3 separate regions of the Mus musculus genome follow, and all the other regions are linked to region 2. A link is a contact called in public Hi-C and HiChIP or PLAC-seq data. All regions are on one chromosome and are shown on one strand. The core of a region is the stretch at or near the end of the contact, and the rest is flanking DNA. Distances in the headings are between cores, read along the strand shown.

Region 1 (4,787 bases), core at 1,411-3,910, 1.2 Mb after region 2:
CCCTGCCGCCCACACTTGGGCTTTCCTCACCTTGATCTCCTTGACATTTGGGTTCCACTCTCCCATGGCCTCCATGCGGTCCACAAGTTCTTCATAGAGTCTGTCCATGGGCTGGTCTACCACCACCTCCAAGCGAAACACCTTGCCCACATCTGGCACCATCTTACTTAGCACTTCGTCCCCGTTCTCCTGTTAGGGACAAAAGAGAGCCATGGGGTTACGGTTAGAGAACATTATTCCTAGCCTAGGTTTCAGACAATACTCAGAACAGAGACAGTAGGCCTACGATGAGCAATAGGTACCTGGATCTCTACCTGGTGAAGACCCAGTGGGTAGACACTGCGGCCAAAAGCCTTGTATGTCCACTCAAAGCTGGAAGAGGTACCACGCCTATTGTTTTAGTGATGAATGTTGGTAGTATGGGTAGGTCCAACTGAAATGACCTGAAGGACGGACTGGTCTACAGCAGCTAACTAGATAAAGAGAAGGCTGGGCTTTTTGATTAGTTGACTCACTTTGGAAGAACCTGGGGCCTGAAGGTTTCAGTGATCTGCCCAAGACGCTCAGCACAGATACACTGCTAAGCCTGGATCCCGGATCAGTGGATCAGTGGATCAGATCCTATTAGTGTCTTATCTCCGTTACTGTAGGAGCTGGAGCAACGAGATGTTTCATCTGAACTTGGGGTAATGGACAGTGTGTAAACTGTTGTTGAAGATAAGGCCACCAGAGTAGATCTAATAATAGAGCTACTGGTTTTAACGTAGGTTTTGCTTCTGTGTGTCAGGATGAGATCAGATTTTTTACTGGATGAGTTTACAGCATTCAGAGAGTAGTTAAAAAACAGGAATAATGTTTCTCAGTTAGTCTTCAGGAGGAAAGGTTATCTGAGAACACATTCATTGGTTTGCTTGTTTTGAGGAAGGGTATTACTATGCGGGCCTGGCTAGCCTGGAACTTGCTACATAAACCAGGCTAGCCGTATACTCCCAGACGTCCACATGCCTCAGTCTCCTGAGTGCTGAGATGAAAAAGGTATGCACCCTCACCCCACCTGATGATATATTCTTAGGAGAGTTCTCAGACCAAAACTTTTTGACTGTTTATCAATTGTGAATGCAGTGGGAATCCCGGCAGGCTTTGAGCATGGTAGTGGGACCATCAGTAACTGCAGGCTTCTCACAGCTGCCTTTACTTACCTGCTGGCTTTCCTTCTTCCAGCCTTCCTGGTTGTTGAGTATGCCCAAGGCCTTCTGCATAGCCACCTCTCCCTGCTGGATGTAGGACAGCTCCTGGTCACTATAGAGTGTTGCTTCCAGTTGAGAACCTGCATACATAGCCAAGGAAAAAGAAAACGTGGGTACAATGGTCCTAGCCAATCCACAGCTCTCATCCCTCTGCCCTCTGAATGTGTTCAGCCTTCAGAAGAGACACGATCATAGCCATAGGGCTCTGCTTGCAGGTCAAGGTAGACACAGGAGTTAGGTAACTACAGGTAGGGGACAGGCCTCATGCACCCTAAGACCCATCACTGGCAGAAGCTCAGAAAGCCCCAATATTTATTTACCAAGCAGAGAGCTCCGACGTCGAACTTGACCCATCCACCCGGGACTGGAATCCCCCAGTGCTCTCCAGTTGAGCTCTTGGCCAATGGCCAGCACAGCTTGGTGCCTTAATCCTGCAGGGAGGGAAAGAAACATTTGTCAAGTAGCTAGGCAATCTCTGGGAGAGGGACAGTTCTGTCCACTCATCACAGATGAGCAAACCGGCCCAGGGACACAGATCCCAGCAGGGACTCAAACTCCAGCCACATCTCTAACTCTCAAGTTCAGTGTTAAACTTTCTCTCGAACTTCCAGGGCCCAGATCTCTTTTCCATCATGGAAAATAGGGGTGGGCTGGTCAGACCTGGCCCTACCTGGCCACAGAAGTTTCCCTGGGCCGCTTGGGTAGCCCCTGGATATTGAGTAGGATGTACTCCGTCTCCTGAGGGTTGCCCTACCAAGGGACAACCAGCTACCCAGGGACAAGAGTCACCCCCACCATCCTTTGCCTTGTACTTCTGCTGCTCAACTCTCCTGTCTTCTGCTCTTCTTCCCAGACAGTGTCTCGGACTTGCCAGGCACTGCTTAGAGTAAGGACTAGCTTCTGTATTTCTCTACCACTATGGCAAAGACTTGCCTGGGACCCTTGGTACAGACTTAATCCACTCGTGAAGGGAGGCAACATCAGTACTAGCTCCAGAACAACTAGGGCCTTAGAGTAGAAACTAGAAATTACAGAATTTGGATGAGAGGTGGCACCTTAGTAGCCAGGCCAATTTTTTAGGTGAAAACCTGAGGTCCAGAGAAGAAGGGCTTTACCCAGGCTCCCCCAGTTAAGAGGCATAGCTGGGATCGAAGCTGAGGTGGCCTATTCCCCTGCCCAAGAGCTTTCCCACAAAACTATGTTGCCTACAGGCTTTTGGCAAGCTCTCATCCCTCCTCCCCAACCCAGACTCACCTTTCATATTCCGCATATGTCTATAGGAGCTTCCAGCACACAGCTTGAACGTAGCGAGGAACATGCTGAGTGCTGAGGTGCTCAAGGGTTGTTCTTCCTGAGCCTTTCAAGGTCCTGAGTCCTGCAGCTGTGGCGCAGATCAAGTGCGCTGCCTTAAATGCTTCCCGTGGAAGGCTGTGCATCATCACTTGAGATAAAAAAGTCATCAGTCATTGTGCAGAGGGTCAAGGATGGAATGATTGCCTCATCCTGCAGTGCTGGCCAAGGTGGGAGGGAGCAGACTGTGTAAAGGGAGGACCAGACTCTGCAGGTAGGGGAAAGCAGGGGTCACGGAGATGGGGCAGAGGATATGTATATATAGCTTCTCTAAAGTTGTAAATGTAGACTTCAAGCCCTGTCCTCCGCTTAAATGCCCAGTAACTGAGGTGCATCAAAAAGTATATAGAAGCTCTGGCCAAGAGAGGGAGCCAGGGTAAAAGAGTCAAAGAGTGAGTTCTTGCAACAAGACCAGAGGTAGGCATGGTGGCACATACTCTCCCTGGCAGAGGCAAGTAGATCTCTGGTGAGTTCAAGCCCAGCCTGGTCTATATAGTAAGGTTTAGGACAACAAGGGCTACACAGAATGACCCTGTCTCAAAAGAACAAACAAACAGACAAACAAACAAACAAAACCTGCAAGACCGTCCATCAGGTCTGGAGGGTATCAATGGCTGGCTCAAAGACAAACAGGATGCCAGTGTCAGGGCTAGGGCAATATAGGACAATAGCTCAAGTCCTCTAGCTGGCCTTGGTTCCTTCTATGTGGGGCCTCCTGAGCACCCCATGTGTTCAGTTTTCATTTATTTGCTCACCCATTGATACCAACTCCACTCTAACTTCTCATTCTGGGAACTCTCTGGAAATGAGATGACCCACCCAGTAAGCTCTCAAGGCAGAGAGTAACTTAGGCCTGGGTTCCACCCTGCAAGCTCACCCTTTCCTCATGCAGCTAAGGCTGGCCTGCCCTGCTACAGGTCCTGACCTGTGCACAAAGGTGAGAAACACAAATCATTTGGACATTGACTGTTGTCAGTCCCTGCAGGTATGTGATCCCTGTGGTACTGGGCAGATCCAGGGAACCTTAGAATTAATTGCCTCAGTTGCTCCCAGACACACCAGGCAGGGAAAAGCTCTACCACCCAGCCCTGCCCTGCCAAGATCTCTTCTTTCCAAGTACCTTTGAGGCTACTTTTAAACCAAATTCATATGTCATGAATGTCATCAGTAAAGTCTCATTAGATTTGCTCTGCACCAGACCCTGCCGCCAGCAGGATACTTTTGAACCTTGTCATTACTGTCCCAAGGCAGGACAAGACTCCTTCAAGGCAACTGGATAAATGGTTATATATGGATACAGCCTACATTTCTGTCCTGTTGAGTTTGTATGAGAGGCCTTGTGGGAGCTACTGTCATGAGGCATCTAAGGCTCCAAGGTCTAATCCCAAAGGCCTACTCTTGTGCCAGGGCTCACTTTGTCCATTACAGGTTTCTAGTAGCTTGTCCCCCTAGTGCACACCCTCCCAATCAGTGTCCACTGGAGAGGCGTAACCTAGTTCTTGCCTCTTTTGTGGGATTAAGACAAACGTGTTGGGCTGGAGAGATGACTCAGCAGTTAAGTCCACTGACTGCTCTTTCAGAGGTCCTGAGTGCAATTCCCAGCAACCAGATGGTAGCTTACATCCATCTGTAATGGGATCTGATGCCCTCTTCTGCTGTGTCTGAAGTACGGTGTACTCATAAAATAAATAATTCTTTAAAAAAAAAGTCTAACCTGGTCTGTCCTTGAACTTGCTAGGTATCTCAGACAAGCCATGAAATTCTGATTTTCCTGCCTATAGACATGGTCTGCCATATCTTTTTCTTTGGGATTAATTCCCACAGGTACTGACTACTTCCCTCTCAAACTTGTTGGCTCCAGCACTCAGTTCCTATGAGGACAGTGTTCTTGTTCCTCTGTTGGGGCCTTACTTAGGGAAGCAGCAAGGGACACGGGCACACACCTTTGGTTCAGGAAACTCCCTCACTGGTGTTCCTTCCAGCTCCCAGGCTCCCAGAGAAGACAGAAGCCTGCTCCTCCCTAGGCTGAGGGTGCACTGGCAGGCTGGCAGGCTGCCTAGCTGCATCCTCCCCACTGCTTGGTACACGTGCTTCCCCAGACACACGTGGGCTCTCCTTCAGGGAAAGTGGTAGGGAGTTGGGAGGGGGTTGTGTGGGACAGGCCATACAGATAATATTCAAGGCCTTGCT
Region 2 (5,037 bases), core at 1,432-3,931:
GGGAAGGGACGGCACTGCCAGGCCCCCAGCTGTAGATAAGTGGCTCTTGCCATAGGGGTGGTATCGGCTTAGCCCCAAAGTGTGTGGACTCCGCAAGGACAGCGACCCGGGGCTGCCTGGGGCAGCGGGCGGGGGGAGATGCAGGTGACAAGAGGCTGCGGCTGCAGCGGCTGCAGCGGCACTGCCCAAGCTCGACGCCCCGGGGTAGGCGGCCAGAAGTTTCTCTGCGCCCGGCAGGGCTGTGTGAGTCCGTAGATGGCTGAGCAGCTCCTCAGAGGTGGCAAAGCGCTTGTCGCAGGGCCCGCTGGCCGCCACCCAATTGCAGCTGTGTGGCAGCGGTTCGTTCTGCAGCATGAAGCCATAGGTGTAGAGAGGATGGCCCGGGAGAGCGGCCTGGGCGGCGCTGGAGGAGAGCGCCGCAGGTTGCAAGGGGTGCCCCGGGTACACCAGAGGGTAGCCACTGGCCTTAAGGCTGGGCCCGGTCGGATCGTGCGCGCTGCAAGTGGAACAGCTTGAGCCGCCGAGGTGCGAGGCGCTGTGGTAGCCTCCTAGACAGTAGGGGTCACGGCATAATCCCTGCAGGAAGGAGGGTGGGGAGGCCCCCGTGAGCGGGCTGGAGCTGGGGGGCTTGCCTGGTGGCAGGCCCAGGCCCCCGGACAGCTGACCTCCCACCAAACCAGACTTGCTAGGATCCAGGCCAGGAACGAACTGAGACGGGTAGCCGGCGTAGGCGCCCACGATGGAGCCGTGGTAACCGATGCTGGAGGGCGGTAGTGGGAACACCGAGTGGCCTGGTTTGTAGGGTGACACTGGAGCCACGTGGCCCGCCCCCACCAGGGCGGAGGGCGGCTCTGACTTGCGCCCCGATGCGGTGGCTTCCGGGCCACCGTGAGCCGAGTCCCCGCCGCTACCTCGGCTCCCAGCGGCTGGCTCGGGACTGGGTTTGGCTTCCTGCTCTTTCTTGTCCAGTTCGCCGGCCCCGCCGCCGCCGTTCTTGCAGTCTGAGTGGTGTGGTGAACCTCCGCGGGAGCCGCCGGGAGAAGACGAGTTTGATGAGGTGGAGACCGATGCCCCGTGCGGGGGAAAGGGAGGGCAGGCGGCGCTGGGGACCCTGAAGCCCGCCTTGTCTCCGGGGGACGAGGAGGACGAAGAGGTGGTGGAGGACACCGACGAGGAGCCGCTGTCTTTGCGGGAGTCGCCGCCTCCGGAGCCCTTAGAGTAGGGCTTGAAGCTCGACTTGTCCTCCGCGGGGGAGTCCCCCAGCTGCTTGAGCGCCGCGGCCGCGGAGGCGGCGCCGGGGGCGGAGCGGCTCGGGTCTTTCTCGGATCCCAGCCCGTTGGCCGCCGCCGCCGCTACGGAGTTGAGCTTGGATGAGGGCGGCGGGTCGGGCTTGCCGATCTGCGAGCAGGTCTGGGCTAGCAGAGCCAAAGGACTCTTCTTGGCGTCCAGCTGCGGGAGACAGTGGCAAAGGGGAGGGAGAAGGGGGTGAGACTGGGAGACTCACTAAGCGCGCGCGGAGAAGCTGAGCCGAGCACTGTGGGCGAGCGAAGGGAGCTGAGCGAGGAGGGTCACGGAAGGAGGGCCTGGCTCTGGCCGAGTAGCTGGGCGGAATGACACTTGCCTTGTGGGTTAGTCCCCGAGTGTGACATGGGCGCTGGCGCGCAGGAGAAATGGCTCAACCACAGCCCTCCCGGTTAAAGGTGACTTCTCTGTAATCCGGATGGTGATTCGCCCCTTTCCAGATAATTTTCCCATCTTTTTGGGCCAGGGAAAAACTTAAGCCTTTAGTTTGGGAGAACTTCGTTTGGGACGGGTTTCTGGTGATGGCGCTCGGTGTAAGAGCAGGGAGAGGCGCCTTCTAAAGGCAGAGCCGCAGTTGGCCCTGTGAGTAGCCCCTCCCTCTCTCCTTCCCTCCCTTTCTCCCTCCCTCCCGGGGAGGACACCCAGAGAAGTAAGATGAAGAAAGACCCAGGATCCCGAGTGCCTGGTTGTCTGCACTGTGCCCCTAAACAGACGGGGGAAGATGCAGAGGGACACCGGGTGGAGGCGAGGGAGGCCCAGAAGCCGTCTTTGGACAGGACTCTAAGGGGCCAGAGGAAAAGTAAAGGACTCTGGGCACCATAAGAGCAAATCCAGTCGGTTAGAAAACACGCAGCTCCAAAGGGCGACTGGGCAAAACCCTTCCACCCATGAGTCTAGGGAGAACCTGGGCGGGCGGGGAGGGGGGTGTCTGGTTCCTGCCTTCCGTCCCTCCTCAGGAGGTCCGCCTGCGTGGCCAGCTTCGGGCCTCGCGTCGCTACGGGAGGTGGGGTGGGGTGGGGGGTGGTGGAGGGAGCAGAGCCATGGGCCCAGCATGGGTGGAGGAGTGGGGTTCAGTTCTGGGTGGGCAGCGCCCGGAGACTGACCTCAATTGGGCTGACGGGTGTGGAGGACAGCGGTTGCAGGTACTCCGGGTGCAGGAGGTGACCGGTGTGAGCGCTCAGCATCTTCAGGACCCTGATAGGGAGCCGGTTCGCCTGGCGCAGGGGGTCCGCCGGGGGCAGGAGGGACACCACTGCCGGCACCGCCGGCCTCTTCCCGCCGCCGCCGCCGCTGCTGCTGCCGCCGCCGCTGCCGCTGCTTTCGGGTGTCCTTGGGTTAGATCCAGCGGGCGAATCGCTCATTTGGAGGAGGCAGTGCCACTGGGGGGGCGGGGAGGGAGGGGAAGCTCCGGGAGGCGAGCTCCCGGGGCGGGTGGGCTCGCTCCGCTGCGTCGAACGCCGTGCAGCAGCCGCTGCGCCTCCGTGCCGCCTCCCCTCCTCCACCGCCGCCGCCGCCGCCGCCGCCGCCGCCGCCGCCGCCGCAGCTAGCCCAGGCGAGCAACACAAAAACCTTCGCCTTCCGCGAGCTGCACGTCAAATAGCCGCGATCTGCAGCCACACTTCAAAGGGATCGCCGCGCCCGCCCAATCGCAGCTCTCTCCCGGACCCCGGGGCGGGGAGAGCGGAGGGCGGAGGCGGGCGCCGCCGGTGGGCGGGGAGAGTCTTAAAGCGCCCTAGCCGGTCGCCGCCTCCCGGCCTTCGCCCAGCGCTGGATCTGCTCCCCTTTGCGGGTTGTGCCCGGCTGCCCTAGCCCACGGGTCACCCAAGGGACGGGACTTCTGGACACGGGCTCTGTGCCCTCTCCTGTTGCCTGCTGCTTCCCACTAGTGTCTAGGGTGGAGACCGGGGTGGGAACGCAGGGCGCCTGCTCCGGTCCTAGGATCCAAGCCTCTCCCCGGGACCGCCGGGGGGCGGGCTACGCCTCGGGAGCTCGGCAGCTTCTCCGAGCTGCTTCGGCCGGTTCTCTTTCCCCTAATTGGCCTCTCCCGGATGTGTTCACTTGGAAGCGCCGAAGCCTTGGGGGCATCCACTATTCCCTGGGCGCTGCCTGAGCCCTTCCAACTACTTTGAGCCTGTCCAGTCAGACTGGAAGTGGAAGGACTCCCTTCCCGGTGAGACGGTCTAGGTGAAGCGTGGTTGAAGGTTTGGCTCCCTGGCCAGGAAGCGTCACCTCAAAGCTCCTGGAACGCCCCCAGGGGCGCTCTGAATTATAGATCGTGTTTGGTGTGTTTCAGGGTTCTTGTCCCGTTTAAAGTCATAAAGCTACCTCACTGTGCTGTGACGAGCTGAGCTGCCGTTTGGCGGCGACGTGGTTGGAGGTAGCATCAAAGTAGAGGCCGATGTCCTAGAGGAGGGGGGGGGTCTCAGCATTGCAGGACGACACAAACTCTAGAGACTGCCCCATTGGTTTCCCCTCCGGCGAAATTTCGAAATAAGACCTTTTTATTAATAATAACAGTACCCTCTCGGATTCCCCCAAGCCTTCCGGAAAAAGTACGTATTTACACTTGGCAGAGATTTTTACATAGTCATGGTCCTGACCATAAAGTTCTAGATCCTTGGCTCAATCGACTGAGCTTGGTCCTTTGTGCCCCAGCTCTGGAGTGACCACTTTTGCGTGCCCTCAGTGGCCAGTGGAGGCGCGCTGGTGTCGCTGTTCCTTTTGAATACCCTTTTCCAGTCGTGATTTGTCAGTCACTCTGACCATCAAGTTCTGACTTTGTAGGAGTGTTACCCAGGACTATCTGGTTCTGACTGCCTGATGCTGACTCACGGTTGTTTTTTTTTTTTTTTCCCTGACTCTGATATCATTGACTCAACACAACGTGAGAGCAAGAGATTCCAAAGGGGTCGTCAAAGTGAGCGGAAGGAGCGAATCATAGAACAATCATGAACTTCATGATGTGCAGGAGAGAAGGCGGCAGGCAGCTTCCAAGGCCACATCCGTCATACACAGAACTCAAACTCTCCCTGGAGCCACAAGGTTTGATAAATAAATGTGCATAGGTTTCTCAGAAATTACCCGACTGTCCCTTCCCTCTCTTTAGATCTTATAAATTTAGTGAATAGCCAGAGATGCCCTGACTCTGATGATATGGTCCATATTGCAGCAGGAGGGGCAAGAGAATGAATGGAAGGGAGGAGGATTTTCTCATTTATTTTATAGTACAAAGTTTTACTCTCTTCCCGCAACTCCCATAAGCTCAGCTCATGCCAGCCTATGCCTTCTGACCTCATGGTCATTGCGAACACTTATCTGTAAAATTCTACTCCAAGCTGGGTCTGCAGCCTCGTTCTTGTAAATGCAGCACCCAGGAAGCTGAGGCAGGAGAGTCACACCATGAATTTGAGACCAGCTTGGCATACCTAGTGAGTTCCAGTCTAGCTTGTGCTACAGAGTGAGACCCTATCTCCCAACAAACACAGTCCACCGCGATTGAAGGGTTACTTCAACTTAACCCAGGCCTTTGGCCTTTGGGAGAGAAAAGAGTGGAAGAAGGATGGGTTGTAGAAGCGATGGCCTTTGTGGATATGTTGGAGGAAAAACTGGGAAGAAGGTAGAGTTTGGAGACAGAGACAAAAGTCTCCTGGGTTATTGTAACCAGTCCAGCTGGGGGCGGGGTGGGAGGAGAGGGAGGGAGAGAGAGAGAGAGAGAGAGAGAGAGAGAGAGAGAGA
Region 3 (4,476 bases), core at 1,594-4,093, 1.1 Mb after region 2:
GGGGTGGTGGTTTCTACCAAGGGTCTCTCAGGTCCTTGGTTCTTTTGGACAGATGTTTGGCTGAGTCTGCTAACATTCAAAGCTATGTTCTTGAAGAAACCTCAATGCTTTGATCTGAGTCCTCCAACCTTCAGGGTTGGGACATACCACTCTTACTTTGCTAAATGCACGTGTTATGGAACTGCCTTCTAAGCATTTAGATTGGTGCTGCTCTTAGCCTTCTGCCACAGAAGCTTGCCTTTTGCCATGATGAATGCAGAAAGTCACAGGCCAGTGCTAAGACTGACTGACTGTTGAGTGCTTAGCCTTAGTGTCTACCCACGTCCCAGCACCTACTCAGCACCGCTGTCTTCTTTCTGCTCATGGGATGACCACTGCACTCATAGAAGTACAGTGGCCATGATTACTTGCACAAGATGGGGCCCTGTCAACATTTTATCATGGATGGGGAGAGGCCTCAGGAGTATTGCTAAGCAGTGGTTGCTGTGATAGGGGAAGTAATTTTTTCAGTGGTGTAGCCACTGGTAAGGTGTCCATGCTCTGAACTCAGTCCTCTTTGTTGATCAGGGTTCCTCTGTCTGGGCTCTGTTGGCATTTTGAGTAGAGTAACACTGTTGGGGACAGTTTTGTGCATTGCAGAATAATTAGTAGCCTTCATGATCGTTACCAGCCTGATGCCAGGAACACTCTATGGTTCCTCCCCCCCCTCTCTCTCCCTCCCTTTCCTCCTTTTTTTCTCTCTCCCTTTCCTCTCTCCTTTTCTCTCTCTCACTCTCACTCACTCATTCTCTCTGAGATTTATCATGAAGGCATGCTGGATTTTGGCAAAGATTTTTCTGCGATCACTTGAGATGGCCATGTGGTTTCAGTCTTTAAATCCACTTATTTATTGACTTAATATATTGAACCATCCTGGCATCTCTTGAATAAAGTCAACTTGCTCATGGTAGATATTCTTTTTTTAAGATTTATTTATTTTATTTATATGAACACACTGTAGCTGTCATCAGACACAGCAGAAGAGGGCATCCGATCCCATTACAGATGGTTATGAGCCACCATGTGATTGCTGGGAAGTGAACTCAGGGCCTCTGGAAGAGCAGTCAGTGCTCTTAACCACTGAGCCATCTCCCCAGCCCCTAGATGATCTTGCTTTATAAATAGCTGTATTCAGTTTTCAAATATGTTATTCAGGGGTTTCCAACTAGTCAAAACGCAGAGATTGGTTAACTGTGGGGTACCCAGTCCCAGTGGGTATATCTCCAACATCATACCTAAGGCTCAGAAAACATTGAGGGAGAGGGGAACAGAGAGACTGTAAAAGCCAGGGGACTGGGACCTGTGCCATGAAGTGATGGCTATCAGGAACGACCCATGACGTCACAACAATATGGCTGCCCAAATGAGATCTAACTATGGCAATCCTAATAGACATATTAACATGGAAGGGGGAAATCTCTAAAAAGTCATGCATTTGAGAGGGTAAGGTGGGGCATGGGGGGGGGAGGATCGGTCCCCATTCACACAACAGTTGTTATGATGTCTAGGGAGGCTTGGGAGGTGAACGTTTGCTGGTGGAGGTAAGTCACTGGGGGCAAGCTTACACGAAAAAAGTGAAGCCGCTTCCTTGAAGTTCTCCCTGTCTGCTTGGTGATTCTGATAGAGAATTCGAGCTCTCAGCCTTGTCTGATAGTCACCATTTCAGATCCTTGCTGCCTTATCTCCCCACCATCATGGATTCTTATCTCTTTGAACCCCCCTCAACCAAGATCCCCCCTCCCCTTGCTTAAGATATTTTTGGTCATGGCGGCACTTTCTCCTAACAACTGCAAAGTATCAATGATCTCTAATCCCTAAGTGTGTTTGTTTTAAAACAGCAAATTTATGGTCCGTGAGATGGCCCAGTGGGCAAAGGCGGCACTTGCTTGCCAAGCCTGAGCTAGATTCCTAGAACTCACATAGTGGAGGGAAAGAAAGCTCTTCTCACCATATTGTCCTCTCACCTGTCCAGTGCACTATGCCACATACATGCGCACACATCCGTAAAGCGCACACACACGCGGAGGATGGGGGTGAGGCGGCAGTTTCTATTTTGCTAGGGTTTAGAGCCCACCCATATGCTTGCACTCAGTCCAGGGGTTTAGCTACCAGCAGACATCCCTTTCTTACTCGTTTCTGCCCTTCTCGCTAAGGCCCAAACCTTGCTGAATTCTGTCCTCTGCTAGCACTCTCGCCTGGAGCTCTACTTCCCTCCGTGAACTAGCAATTCGTGTTCCTCGAGCGCACAGCACTTCTAGCCTCCTCTGGCCAGATGTTTCTTTTCCTAACGTCTTTTCCACCCACAACTACCTCGGGCTCTCTGGAATCAGACCTCTAGTCTCTCCAAAAGCCGCCTGGAAACGGGGCTTCTGGCGGCCAGCTACGCAGTTACAGACGCTCCCGGCAGGTGTGAGCCAGAGTGCTCCTTTGTTGTTGTTTGGAAGTTTCCTACGTTTTAGGGTTTTAGTATGATCGCCTGCTCCGCACAGTGTAAAGGGGAGTCTCTCACATCCTCATATGTGCCGTGATTTCCACTCTTAGCCACGACTATGAGCAGGCGTTTTGAATAATTCAAGTCCCAAGAGGAAAGCAAAGGACAGACCTCCTAAGTGGCTCCCTTCAAACCTGGGCAATCCGAGTTGCGCCCTGCCTTTTTCTTTCTTCCTTTCTTTTTTTTTTTTTTTCTGGCCTTAAAGCGGCGGACTCAAAGTGCGTCCTTCCCAAGTAAGTGGCGGGCCCCCCAACAAAAGGTCTTTCCCACTTTAAGAGCGCCGTGCGTGGCGGCAACTCGCCGCATAGATATATTCTCGCGAGAGCTTGGGAAGGAGCAGCGATGGCGGCGGCTGGAGCGGGTCCTGGTCCGGGAGTCAGCGCCGGCCCTGGTCCCGGAGCCGCTGCAAGTGCCACAACGGCGGAGGACCGAGAGACAGAGCCGGTGGCCGCGGGGGCTGGCGAGGGGCCGTCAGCCGCCCCGGGAGCGGAGCCCAGCTCCGGAGAGGCCGAAAGTGGGTAAGGCAATCCACTCGCAGCCCCGGGGACGCGCGAGGGCCCGCCCCTCGTGGAAGCCCGCGGCTCGCGCCGCCCGGTGTCGCCCTCCGGATCCAGGTCCCGCAGCCAACGGCTCGGCCCGCCCGCCCACCCGGTACCCTCCGCAACCCCGCTGGCTGCTTGCTTGTGGACTCCAAGCCGCTCCTCGGCTCCTCGGCTCCCATCAGCACCAGTGTGAGCCAAGAGCGTTTCCCCCTCTAGCGCCCCGGAAGACCTCGCTGATCCCTCTTGCAATGCTTGGTCCTGAAAGCACTGAGGACGGCAGCCTCCCGTCGTTAGCCCAGTGCACTAGGAATCCCTGGGCCGCGAACACATTTGTCTTGCTTGACAACCTCCCTCCTAATACTCAGGATTGTTCTCTCGTGGGCATCCCGTTCAGGACATGAAAAAGATATACCCTCCGTATTTGGACCATTGTGTTTTTCTGTTTAGGAAAGGCCATTTTGATGTTTGTCTTTTCATTATAGGGATGCAAACTTGGTTGATGTAAGTGGTCTGGAGACAGAATCTTCTAATGGAAAAGATACTTTGGTAAGTATTTCCTCTGAGGCCTTTGGAAGGCGAACTAGATTTGGTTTTAAAATGTTTAATCTATTTTTTTTTTTTTAAAAAGTAGTCAGGCCATTTGATTCTCTTATTGCCCTGTGGCTCCAGGAAGGTACCGGAGACACTTCAGAAGTGATGGATACCCAGGCGGGCTCTGTGGATGAGGAGAATGGGCGGCAGTTGGGAGAAGTGGAGTTGCAGTGTGGGATATGTACAAAATGGTTCACCGCTGACACCTTTGGAATAGACACGTCGTGAGTACATTTCATGGCCTTCTAGACAGCATGATCCTGGAGAGATGGCTTAGCATTTTAGATCACTAGTTACCCTTTCAGGGGTTTGGGCTTGATTCCCAGTATTCACATGGCAGCTCAAGGAACCCCAGTTCTGGGGTGGAAGGGGAAATTATGTAATCATATTTCTTTTTTTTTAATTAATTTATTTATTTTATGTATATGAGTACACTGTAGCTATACAAATGGTTGTGAGCCATCATGTGGTTTCTGGAAATTGAACTCAGGACCTCTGCCCGCTCTAGCCCTGCTTGCTCCAACTCTGCTCACAACAGCCCAAAGATTTATTATATGTGTACACTGTAGCTGTCTTCAGACACACCAGAAGAGGGTGTCAGATTTTTGTTAGGAGTGGTTGTGAGCCACCATGTGGTTGGGATTTGAACTCAGGACCTTTGGAAGAGCAGTCAGTGCTCTTAACTGCTGAGCCATCTCACCAGCCCTGTAATCATATTTCAATCTCAAGACAATTGAGAAGTATTTTTAAATATACCGAAAAAAAGTCAGTAGGTAGTATTTTGTGCTCACTCTAACCCTATCCAGTGACCAG

Evidence for each region. Hi-C and Micro-C count contacts between places; a contact is called where the count stands out from the background. HiChIP or PLAC-seq counts read pairs in DNA pulled down with a chosen protein or histone mark.
Region 1: a contact with region 2 is called in an H3K27ac HiChIP or PLAC-seq map of the NIH/3T3 cell line, with 8 times the contacts expected there. The contact joins the promoter of Star here to the promoter of Zfp703 in region 2. A contact is called at or near these places in 5 of 39 promoter capture datasets (the C10 cell line, embryonic stem cells, hippocampal neurons and 2 more), 1 of 15 datasets of contacts at CTCF or cohesin (large pre-B cells), 6 of 115 datasets of contacts at active chromatin or transcription factors (the NIH/3T3 cell line, astrocytes, embryonic stem cells and 3 more) and 2 of 9 other capture datasets (embryonic stem cells and liver).
Region 3: a contact with region 2 is called in a Hi-C map of erythroblasts, with 5 times the contacts expected there. The contact joins the promoter of Ash2l here to the promoter of Zfp703 in region 2. A contact is called at or near these places in 7 of 39 promoter capture datasets (the C10 cell line, the HPC-7 cell line, HPC-7-derived erythroid cells and 4 more), 1 of 15 datasets of contacts at CTCF or cohesin (pro-B cells), 5 of 484 Hi-C or Micro-C datasets (CD4 T cells, cardiomyocytes, embryonic stem cells and 2 more), 8 of 115 datasets of contacts at active chromatin or transcription factors (astrocytes, bone marrow-derived dendritic cells, embryonic stem cells and 5 more) and 2 of 9 other capture datasets (embryonic stem cells and liver).

Annotation. Positions count from the first base shown.
Region 1 is chr8:25,806,347-25,811,133 of GRCm38.p6, reverse strand. Star (steroidogenic acute regulatory protein) reads right to left here and starts at 2,660. Exons shown (of 7, transcript NM_011485.5): 1 at 2,502-2,660; 2 at 1,568-1,678; 3 at 1,200-1,327; 4 at 31-189. The coding sequence starts at 2,565. RefSeq lists an enhancer at 2,686-2,720, promoters at 2,627-2,729, 2,615-2,887, 2,627-3,627, 2,598-4,154 and a cis regulatory region at 4,682-4,705.
Region 2 is chr8:26,974,980-26,980,016 of GRCm38.p6, reverse strand. It overlaps Zfp703 (zinc finger protein 703), which reads right to left and starts at 2,681. Exons shown (of 2, transcript NM_001101502.1): 1 at 2,406-2,681; 2 at 1-1,449. The coding sequence starts at 2,663. Gm39150 (a long non-coding RNA gene) reads left to right here and starts at 4,102. Exons shown (of 4, transcript XR_001778540.2): 1 at 4,102-4,344.
Region 3 is chr8:25,839,154-25,843,629 of GRCm38.p6, reverse strand. Ash2l (ASH2 like histone lysine methyltransferase complex subunit) reads left to right here and starts at 2,843. Exons shown (of 16, transcript NM_011791.3): 1 at 2,843-3,048; 2 at 3,555-3,618; 3 at 3,742-3,887. The coding sequence starts at 2,873.